2 separate regions of the Sus scrofa genome follow, and region 1 is linked to region 2. The links are chromatin contacts, called in public Hi-C maps. All regions are on one chromosome and are shown on one strand. The core of a region is the stretch at or near the end of the contact, and the rest is flanking DNA. Distances in the headings are between cores, read along the strand shown. Region 1 has its middle 25 kb from the start of SERPINH1. Region 2 has its middle 19 kb from the start of SERPINH1.

Evidence for each region. A called contact is a pair of places that touch in the nucleus more often than the background predicts.
Region 1: a contact with region 2 is called in a Hi-C map of subcutaneous adipose tissue, with 2.2 times the contacts expected there. The contact joins two enhancer-like sites. A contact is called at or near these places in 20 of 47 Hi-C or Micro-C datasets (adipose tissue, alveolar macrophages, embryonic fibroblasts and 11 more) and 1 of 2 datasets of contacts at active chromatin or transcription factors (skeletal muscle).

Annotation. Positions count from the first base shown.
Region 1 is chr9:9,805,633-9,810,347 of Sscrofa11.1, reverse strand. No RefSeq gene overlaps it. Among named protein-coding and RNA genes, the nearest start is that of SERPINH1, 25 kb to the right of the region's middle. Within about 2 kb of position 3,332, at least 41 of the 83 cell types and tissues checked have an H3K27ac peak or open chromatin away from gene starts, as enhancers often do. A contact at or near this core is called in mesenteric adipose tissue and subcutaneous adipose tissue, where this site is marked.
Region 2 is chr9:9,761,730-9,766,779 of Sscrofa11.1, reverse strand. No RefSeq gene overlaps it. Among named protein-coding and RNA genes, the nearest start is that of SERPINH1, 19 kb to the left of the region's middle. Within about 2 kb of position 1,784, at least 5 of the 83 cell types and tissues checked have an H3K27ac peak or open chromatin away from gene starts, as enhancers often do. A contact at or near this core is called in mesenteric adipose tissue and subcutaneous adipose tissue, where this site is marked.

The sequences.
Region 1 (4,715 bases), core at 2,083-4,582, 42 kb before region 2:
ACTCAGGGAAACACTTGCTTCCGTTTGCTAATTTATCCTAAAAGGATAAAGAATACATGCAGACGGAAGAGATGCATTAGGGGAAGGTCGAGGGGAAGGCACAGCGCCAGGCACAGCGCGCTCCCAGCACCTCTAGCAACCCCGGAGTTCTCCAAACCTTGAACTTTGGGGATTTTTACGGAGGCTTCATCATGTTGGGATAATCAGTCATTTCCTCGCGCTCCAGCCCCTCTCTCCTTCCCGGAGGAGAGAGAGTGGGACCGAAAATGCCAGGCTTTTAATCATGACTTGGTCTTTCTGATGACCAGCCCCCATCCCGAAGCCATCCAGGAACCCACCGAGAGTTCCTTCCTAAGACGAAAGACACGCCTATGCCCCAGGAGCTCTGTGCCAGGAACCAAGGGCAGAGACCAAGACATATCTTTTCTCTTATGTCACAGGTCAGGTCCCACAAAAGCCTGGGAACAGGTACCAAACCATGGCAGGCTGAGCCCTGGATTGGTCAGAGTTGAAACCTGCAGAGGAGACAGAGGAAGGACCCAGGCGGCGCAGGGTAATTCTGGATGACAGTTGTTTGCCAAGGCTCAGTCCCGAAGCTCATTCAGAGGTCATGCTTCTTGAGAAAACCAGGCCTCTGATGGGAAGAGTCCCAGGACACTCATGAGGGCAGAACCGAACACTGGCTGGTCCTCATTCAGTATCCAGGACGGCTCCTAAAACAATGCGTGCCGCCTGCATTCATTCATGCAGGCACTTGACTTGTTCTTAGCCCCTACTCCGTGCATCACTCAGTGCTGGGCTTGGTGCATCACTCAGTCCCCCGTCTTGGAGTTCCCACTGTGGCTCAGCAGGTTAAGTAACCCAACATTGCCTCCGTGAGGGTGCGGGTTCAGTCCTGGCCTGTTAATGCCAGATCCATGGGTTACAGATCTGGCACAGCTGCAAAGTGCAGCACAGGTTACGGATGCAGCTCGGATCTGGTGTTGCCCTGGCTGTGGTATAAGCCTCAGGTGCAGCTCCAATTCAACCCCCAGCCCGGGAACTTATGCCACGTGTGCGGCTGTAAAAAGAAACAAAAGTCCCCATTTTATGACAATAAGATGTGTAGTGGTGTGGATGAGGCCCTGGGACAGCTGAGGGACCGGCTCTCAGAGGACAGCGAAGAAAGGATACAGGAAGGCTACCCGGAGGAAGTGGCCACGCGGTAGAGACATCCCAGGCAGCGGGGACAGGAAGGGGTGTCACGGATATGGTTGGGGGGCCAGGGTTAGCCCCCTCTGGAAGCCCTTGAATGAAAGAAAGTGCTTTGCACGAGGGCTTGCACAAATGAATGAAAATGCTTTGCACAAGGACTGTCACCCAGGCAGGGGGAGCAGCTCTCTGAATCCCAGGACCTCGGGAGGGAGTCAGGGGGTCCGTGTTGTAGCTGTCAGTGTGTTACTGGGGAAAAGGCTGGGGGCTGCCGGCAAGGCTCAAGTTCAGCCTTGCTCAGAGATGCGTCCCACCAGGATCCCACTGGTATGGGCCACTGTAGCCTCCCCCTTAAAACCGAGGGTCCTCAGGGGCCTAGGGGCCTTGGGAGCCGGCTCCCAAGGAACACCTCTCCCCTTTAAGACCTTAGAGACCCAGTAAGGACATTAACCCCTTGTAAAGGTCTCTCTTTTTTTTTTTTTCCTGCCTTTTCTAGGGCCGCTCCCACGGCATATGGAGGTTCCCAGGCTAGGGGTCGAATCGGAGTTGTAGCCGCCGGCCTACGCCACAACCACAGCAACGCGGGATCCGAGCCGCGTCTGCAACCTACACCACAGCTCACGGCAACGCCAGATCCTTAACCCCTGGTTCGAGCAAGGCCAAGGATCGAACCAGCAATCTCATGGTTCCTAGTCGGATTTGTTAACCACTGCACCACAAAGGGAACTCCTAAAGGTCTCTTTTTCACAGGGTTCTTTTTTTCTTTTTTGGCCACCCCTAGGCCTATGGAGTTCCCAGGCCAGGGATCAGATCCGAGCCACAGTTGTGACCTAAGCCACGGCTGCCACAATGCCAGATCCTTAACCTACGGTGCTGAGCTGGGGATCAAACCTGTGTCCCAGTGCTCCCAAGACGCCCCTGATCCCATTGCACTGCAACTCAATGGATACAATTTTTATTTTTTGTCTTCTTAGGCCGGCACCAGGGGCATATGGAAGTTCTCAGGCTAGGGATCGAATCAGAGCTGTAGCCACTGGCCTACGCCAGAGCTATAGCAACGCCAGAGCCAAGCTGCATCTGCAACCTACACCACAGCTCAGGGCAACGCCGGATCCTTAACCCACTGCGCAAGGTCAGGGATTGAACCTGCGTCCTCATGGATATGAGTCAGGTTCATTTCCACTGAGCCACGACGGGAACGCCAAGGCTCTTTTTAAAGGAGCTCGGCTTGTGTTGATGACTCCCAAATGGCCCAATTCTCTAAGCAGTTGGCCCCAAGCCTTCTCCTTACTCCACTCCCAACAGCCCCCACAAACCACCTCTATAAACACACACACACACATATTAGGAGGATTCTTCCTGGCCCAACACAGGGTTTGCTGCCATATGAGTTCTAACAGGGCCCCATTAGACAAGAAAAGGCCATACTGGAGCTAAAAAGGTATCGTGTATGGAATAAGAAAGTATCACGTATGACCACTAGCCCTTTCCTTTCAGTTCTCTCTGACTCATACACCAGGTCCCATGGCACACTCATGCCCAGGGCCAGGCAGGTGGTGCTGTCTCTGTGATGGGCAGCATCCAGGGGCTAATGCCCAGGGAGCCACTGGCTACTAGGGCTTCCCACTGAAGACAGAGCTGCCTGGAAACAAGGATGGCTGAGCTCCCTCAGCAACAGTGTCAGAGTGGAAAGAGAGCTGGGCCCGGCTTAAGGCTCTGGAGATTTTTAAAGGTGAGAAGAGACGCGCAAGGGAAGCCGGAGTAAGGGCTGAGCCAGCCCTGTAAGGAGGCCAGGGGCCTGTACTGCGGGCAGATTCAATCAGGAAAGAGATACTCAGAGGGAGAGGAGTTCCCTGGTGGCCTAGAGGTTAGGGATCAGGGGTTAACACTGCTGTGGCCCGGGTCACTGCAGGTGGCGCAGGTTTGACCCCTGGCCGTGGAACTTCTGCATGCTGTGGGCAAGGCCTAAAGGGGAGAGAGCGCAGACGAGGACCAAGAGGGCACTGCGGGCTGTGGCAGCTTCGGAGAAGGCCCAGATCGACCGGAGCTCCAGCCCAGCGCCAGCCGCCTTTAATTTTTCCATTTGTAAAATAGTCCTGACCGGAAGAGGAGATCCTGGGGCACAAAACCTCCAGCTCAGGGGTGAGCTGCAGCCACCGCCCCGCCTGCGTCCTGCCCAGCTCCCCACCGCACCGGGAGAAGGGGCCCATGAGGGAGGTGGTCGCCTCAAGGACCCCCGACCTGGGCGGGAAAGATGAGATATGACCTAGAAGTTCCTGGCCCTTCCCAGATGCAGATTTCATCCTTGGCCTGGTTCTTCCCAGCTGCAGCCATTTCCCAGCCCCACCCCTACCCATCCCTCCCCTCGGCGGCGGCCTGGCGAATCCAGATTAGGACCCAGGGGCTCCACGGCTGCCCCGCCCGCGCACACACGCGGCCGCCTGGGGTAAGGGGGAGGGCGGCGCCCCCTCCCCGCTGCTCGGCCTCTGAAGTGGCTGGAATCCGAGACTTGGACCCTGAAGATGCCCAGGCTCCCCTTAAGAGCCTCGAGTACGCCTCCCGGATCGGAATCTGACCGCTGGGGACCGGAGGCCGCCCCAGGGCGGTCAGGGCTGAACCCGCACACCCAGCTGCCGCCGTCCGCGCACGCGCACCCCGCCGCGCCCGCTCCGCCAGGTCAGTTTCGCTGCCCGCGCGCGGCCCCCCCCTGCCCCCGCCTGGCGACAAGGAGTCGGCTCCGTGCGGAGGCGGTGCCCTGGCGAGAGCAGGCAAGAGAAGTCCAGGGACCCGCGGGCGCGCGCCACCTGGAGATGGGGGTGGTGTCACGGGCGAGGGGGCGCGCCCTCCAGGAGCTGGGCGGAGGCCTCGCAGGAGCCCCTGGTGGCGAATCCGGGGAAAGGCTGCGACTTTCCTCCTTTTGCGCTGTGATCCCCGCCTTGAACACCTACTTAGGCCCTGCACTGCCTGCGCACTTCGTGGTTTTTGTAGGGAGCAAGGAGACCGTGCAGGCGGACTCCGGGTAGGCCACAGGGCCGGTCGTACTGCAGATTCCGTGTCTTGTCGCGGCGAGGATGGATCCTCCAGAGGAAGGGGATGGAAATGCACCCCATTCTCAATCAGAAACCTGGAATCTTTTTTTCGCACCAATTTCCAGCCCTCCACTTCCAATCTGTCACTAAGACCTGCTCACTCTACCTGCTAAGTACATGGTGAATCTGCTCTCTTTTCTCTATCTCTGTGCCCCCTCCTGCTTCACACAGATCACGGTTTGTAATTCCATCTGTGAATTACATGATGGCGCTCAGGGTGTAAGAAATGAAGCATTGGAGCTCCCTGGTGGCTCAGCAGGTTAAGGATTGTGTGATCACTGCTGTGGCTTGGGTTACTGCTGTGGCACAGGTTCAATCCCTGGCCGGGGAACTTAGACATGTGGCCGAAAGAGATAGGAAAAAAGAAATTTCTTTCTTTTGATAAGTCAAATTAAATCTAGTTGGAGCCCCTTCTCTCACTGCCAGGGTTGGCAG
Region 2 (5,050 bases), core at 535-3,034:
AAAAAAGGGCCAGGACAGGGTTGGGGAGGGGGCTGCTGACTTCTGAGACCAGTGAAAGTCAAGTCAAGATGTAATTTGGGACGTTCCCGTCGTGGCTCAGCGGGTTAAGAACCCGACAAGTGTCTGTGAGGGGGAGGGTTCCATCCCTGGCCAGGAGCTGCAGCTCCGATTCAACCCCTAGCCTGGAAATGTCCATATGCCACACGTGCGGCCCTAAAAAGACAAAAAGGATGTGATTTGGGCTCTGATACTTCTCACCAGCATGGATGAGTCTCATTACCTTAACGTTTAACCCCTGCTCCAGCCCCTCACCAAACCCCAGCTCAGGAGGCTCCCAGAGCTCGGGGATGTGAAGGGAGTCAACGCCCAGCAATGGGCAGGTTGCAGTGGCTCAGGGTGCTGGGTGCTCCCAGGGGCAGCCGTGAGTCCTGGCTGGACCAGAGTCTAAGGTGACCACCTGTCCAGATTTGCCCATGACAGAGGGGTGTGGGACTCCCAGGGCCAACAGTCCAGGACAGATGGGGCACTTGTCACCCTGCAACGGCTCTGACCCCAGGATGGCTCCTCTTGCTCCTTAGATGCTTCTGGGCCCTGGACAGGGACTCTGGGAAAGCCCGACGGCGCTAGTGCACACAGGGAGGTCAGCCTGGCTGTGGCCCCGGGGCTGGTGGAGAGCGTGGGGCCAGGGTTCGCAGAGCCCCCTTGGGCCCACTTCAGCCTTTCACTGGCCACTTGCCTAGAATCCCTGAGCCCCTTTCCTCATCTCTAAAGGGGGGCAGTAATATCCACGGACAGGGCCTGTGTGAGGGGGAACATGAGCTGATGTAGTCAATGGAGGGGTATCGTCGTGGGGTTAAGTTCAACTGCAAATCACAGAAGTATTCTGGCTTTTAAACGAGAGTTTGCATCTCTTTCACATAGAAGTCTGGAAATAGACGGTTCAAGGGTGGGATGGAGGCTCTGCTTGGTTAAGTGCTCAGGTGTTCAGGCTCCTTCTAGCTTGTGGCTCCTCCAGTCCGAGGATGTGGATCATGTCTTCAAAGACCAGGAAAGAACTCGCTCTGGGGCTGCTGCGGGCGGAGGTGGGAGAAGGCACAGTGCCGAGGCCACAAAGGGAAAAGAGGCTGTGGCTTTAAAACCACATAAAAGGAGGGAGTTCTTGTTGTGGCTCAGTGGGTTAAGAACCCGACTAGTATTCATGAGGACTCGTATCCAGGATCCATCCCTGGCCTCACTCCATGGGTTAAGGATCCCTCCGTGTGCTGTGGTGTAGGTCGCAGGTGTGGCTCAGATCCCCTGCTGCTGTGGTTGTGGCCTAGGCCGGCAGCTCCCATTGGGGAACTTCCATATGCTGCAGATGTGGCTTTAAAGAAAAAAAAAAAAAAAAAAAAAGCAAAACAAAACCGAAAAACCACATGAAAGGGATGCAGTGGGTTAAGAATCCTACTGCAGCGGCTGGGGTCCCTGCAGAGGTGCAGGTCCTCCCTGCCTGGCACAGTGGGTTAAAGGATTCCTAGTTGGGGCAGCTGTGGAATTCGGTCCGTGGCCTGGAAACTTCCATATGCCCCTAAGTAAATTAATTAATTTAAAAGTAAAAGAAAACCACCTGAAAGACTACGTTTCTACACATCTGTACACTCACATGCTTAGGCATCAAGTGAGGCGGGTCCCTGGGGGGTGGTCCTTGAGGAGGGGAGGCACAGGCACCAGGGCCGGAGCTGGGGCAGCAAGCATGGGGCTGAGCCACAACAAGAACAAAAAACCGTAATGGCAGCCCTAATAGAAAACAGCTGGATTCTCGTGTCTGATGCAACGTCCTGTTTGGGGTGAAAGTTTACCAAGAAAATACAGGCTTACACAGATACCAGTAAGAAAAGGGAGAGGTGTTTTCATGGCCTTTTCAAATAATTGTGGCTATTCTTTGATGCTAAGTCAAACTCTATACATTTCTTGAAGTTCAGTGGCTATTTAAAATCGTATCAATGAAGTTTCTTTCTTCTTTTCTTCTTTTTTTTGGCCACCGCACAGCCCATGGAGCTCCCGGGCCAGGGATCAGACCCAAGCCACAGTCAGGACCTCAGATTGCTGCTGTGGTGTGGGTTCGATCCCTGGCCGCAGAACTGCCACATACCACAGGCACAGTGAAAAAGAGAAAAAGAGAAAGAAGTGTGATGTATGATGGTGAAAAAAGTGAAATGTGTTGATATAACCACTGATGTCATCAGAAAGGTCTCGAAGTACCGGGAATGGGAAGCTGTCAGGGTCTCAGTGGCGAACAGCGACCCGTCTTCCAAATTCTAAAGTGTCGTTGCCGAAACTCGGCCTCTGTCCACCAGTGCCGAATAGAAACACAGAGACAGAGTTTGGCTGAAGGAGAAAACGAGCGCTTTCATTGCTTTGCCAGGCAAAGAAGGCCACAGCAGGCTGATGCCTTAAAGACAGTGTCCCCTTTGGGAGAATTGCGGGGAGTTTTACAGTAAAAAGCAGAAACACAGGCTTTCAGATAGGAATCAAGACTGGAGAACACATGCATTCTTCTTTCTTCAGGGGATCGTTGTCACCAAAGCTGGAGTCGGGAGATCTCGGCATGGTCGTGCTGGGAGTCTCCTGGGTTATTTCCTAGAATAACAGTACTTGTGAAAACCGCACATTGATCAGAGATTGAGACAAACTGAGAAAGTTCCTGAAAAACATCCTGGGCTGATCATCTTTCACACACAGGCGGTTGGTTGTGCTCAGGGCGCCTCATTTTGGGCTTAAGGGTGAGTGTGTTTAGGGTGCAGTTAAGTCAGAGAGAAGGACAAGGAAGGCCTCTAAGCTGTCCAGTGTTCAAGTATTCCTTTCTGAAAGAAGCCTAAGGAATATCACTTTTCTCTTAGGTGTGTGTGATGCCTCCTCTTGAGGGGGAACACGATCCTGCCCCAAGGTGGTACTGTTGTTTCTTGACTGCTCCTCCCTGGTCTTTGCATCCCATTCTGTGTCCCTGATCAGCAGCTGTCTGAACCTGTCCCTTGGAACTCAGGGAAGGCCATGGAGGCTGAGCGAGGCCGATTTTCCTCAAAACAAGAAATGGGGGGAGTTCCCATCGTGGCTCAGTGGAAACGAGTCTGACTAGGATGCAGGCTCGCCCTGGCCTCACTCAGTGGGTTAAGGATCCAGTGTTGCCGTGAGCTGTGGTGTGGGTCCAAAACACGGCTTGGATCCCACGTGGCTGTGGCTGTGGTGTAGGCCAGTGGCTACAGCCCAATTCCACCCCTAGCGTGGGAACCTCCATATGCCATGGGTGCAGCCCTGAAAAAAAAAAAAAAAAAAAAGAAAGAAAGAAAGAAAAAGAAGTTGGGGACACAGAAAGGCTTCTGTGCCCAGGCGTCCCACAGGGCCCTGCTCAGTACATGATCTAGTTGAGAAAGTTCCCCTCTGTTGCCAACTGACCCAAGAGTTTTTATCATGAATGGGTGTTGGATTTTGTCAGATGCTTTTTCTGCATCAATCGATAGGCTATGTGATCGTTTTTCTTTAGACTATTAATATAATGACTTGTAATGACAGATTTCAAGCAATGAACCAACTTTGCCTTCCCAAGATAAACCCACTTCCTTGTGGTGCACCCTTCTGTATTTTACAGAATTTGATTTGATTATATTTTGTTGAAGATTTTTGCTGTAGGCTCATGAGGGATATTGTCAGTAGTTTTGTTTTTTTCTTTTTGGTATTTTTTGGGGGGGAGTGTTAGGATAATGTTCTCCTCACAACATGAGTTGGGGGGAGTTCCCATCATGGTGCAGCGGAAACAAATCCGACTAGGAACCATGAGGTTGCGGGTTTGATCCCTGGCCACGCTCAGTGGATTGGGGACCCAGCATTGCTGTGAGCTGTGGTGTCGGTCGCAGACATGGCTCGGATCTGGCGTTGCTGTGGCTGTGGCGTAGGCTGGCAGCTGTAGCTCTGATTAGACCCCTAGCCTGGGAACCTCCATATGCCACGGGTACAGCCCTAAAAATAAAAATTAAATTAAATTAAAAAAACGTGAGTTGGGACATATTCCCTCCTGTTCTGTTTTTCTGGAAGAGAGTAAACAGTACTGTTCTTAGTTCTTCTTTAAATATTTGGTAGGTTTTGCTGTTGAAATCCATCTGGGCCTGGAAATTTTTCATAATGGTTATAGGGCTGTGATATTATGATTTATAATAAACTTATATTTGGGGCTTTACCCCCAAACCCTTGGAATTTCCTAAGAGCAATGGGAGCATCTTTTTTTTTTTTATTATTAACAATATTTGGTGTCTCGTCATCAGTCCCTGAAATTGCTTCAGAGCCAAGGTGAAACGGGTGTCTCGTTTATATTCACAACAAGACTGTCCACCCCAAATGGGCTGGCTTTAATGAGATGACTACTGGAAATCCCAAAAGGATGGGGACCCAGTGGGACCAACCTTGATTAGAGGGTTGGGTCCTCCATGAGAACCCAAAAGGAGGTGGTTCCAAGAGCTCCCAGGTTGGTGAACTAGAAAGCTTCCACGTGCCAGGCTGCACACCCCTCAGGAACAGAAGCGCCTATGTTTGGAACGCTTCCAAACCCCGCCCTGTGCGTCTCTTCATCTCACTTCATCCTTTTATATCCTTGTAATAAACCAGGGATCTAGTAAGCAAACTGGTTTCCTGAGTTCCATGAACTGCTCTAGCAGATTAGGCCAATGAGAGAAGGGGGTCGAGGGAACCCCCAGTTCGTAGCCAGTTGTTCTGAAGCACGGGTGACCACCTGGATGGGGCCTCTGAGGTGGGGCCTGCGTTATGGGACTAAGCCCTCAATCTGTGGAATCTGGTACCGTCTCCAGGCTGACAGAGTCAAGGGGAATTTATGGGACCTCTGGTCAGTGGCTGTGAGGATGAACTCTTTGGTGGTGTGGACAAAACACACACAGCCTAAGGACTGTTGCGGTTATCGAGTTCATCTTGAGTGAGTTTTGTCAGTTTGCAGCTTTTAAAGAATGGGTGTATTTCATCTCACTTGTCAGATTTGTGTGTGTGTGGTTGTTTGTGATTCTTCCTT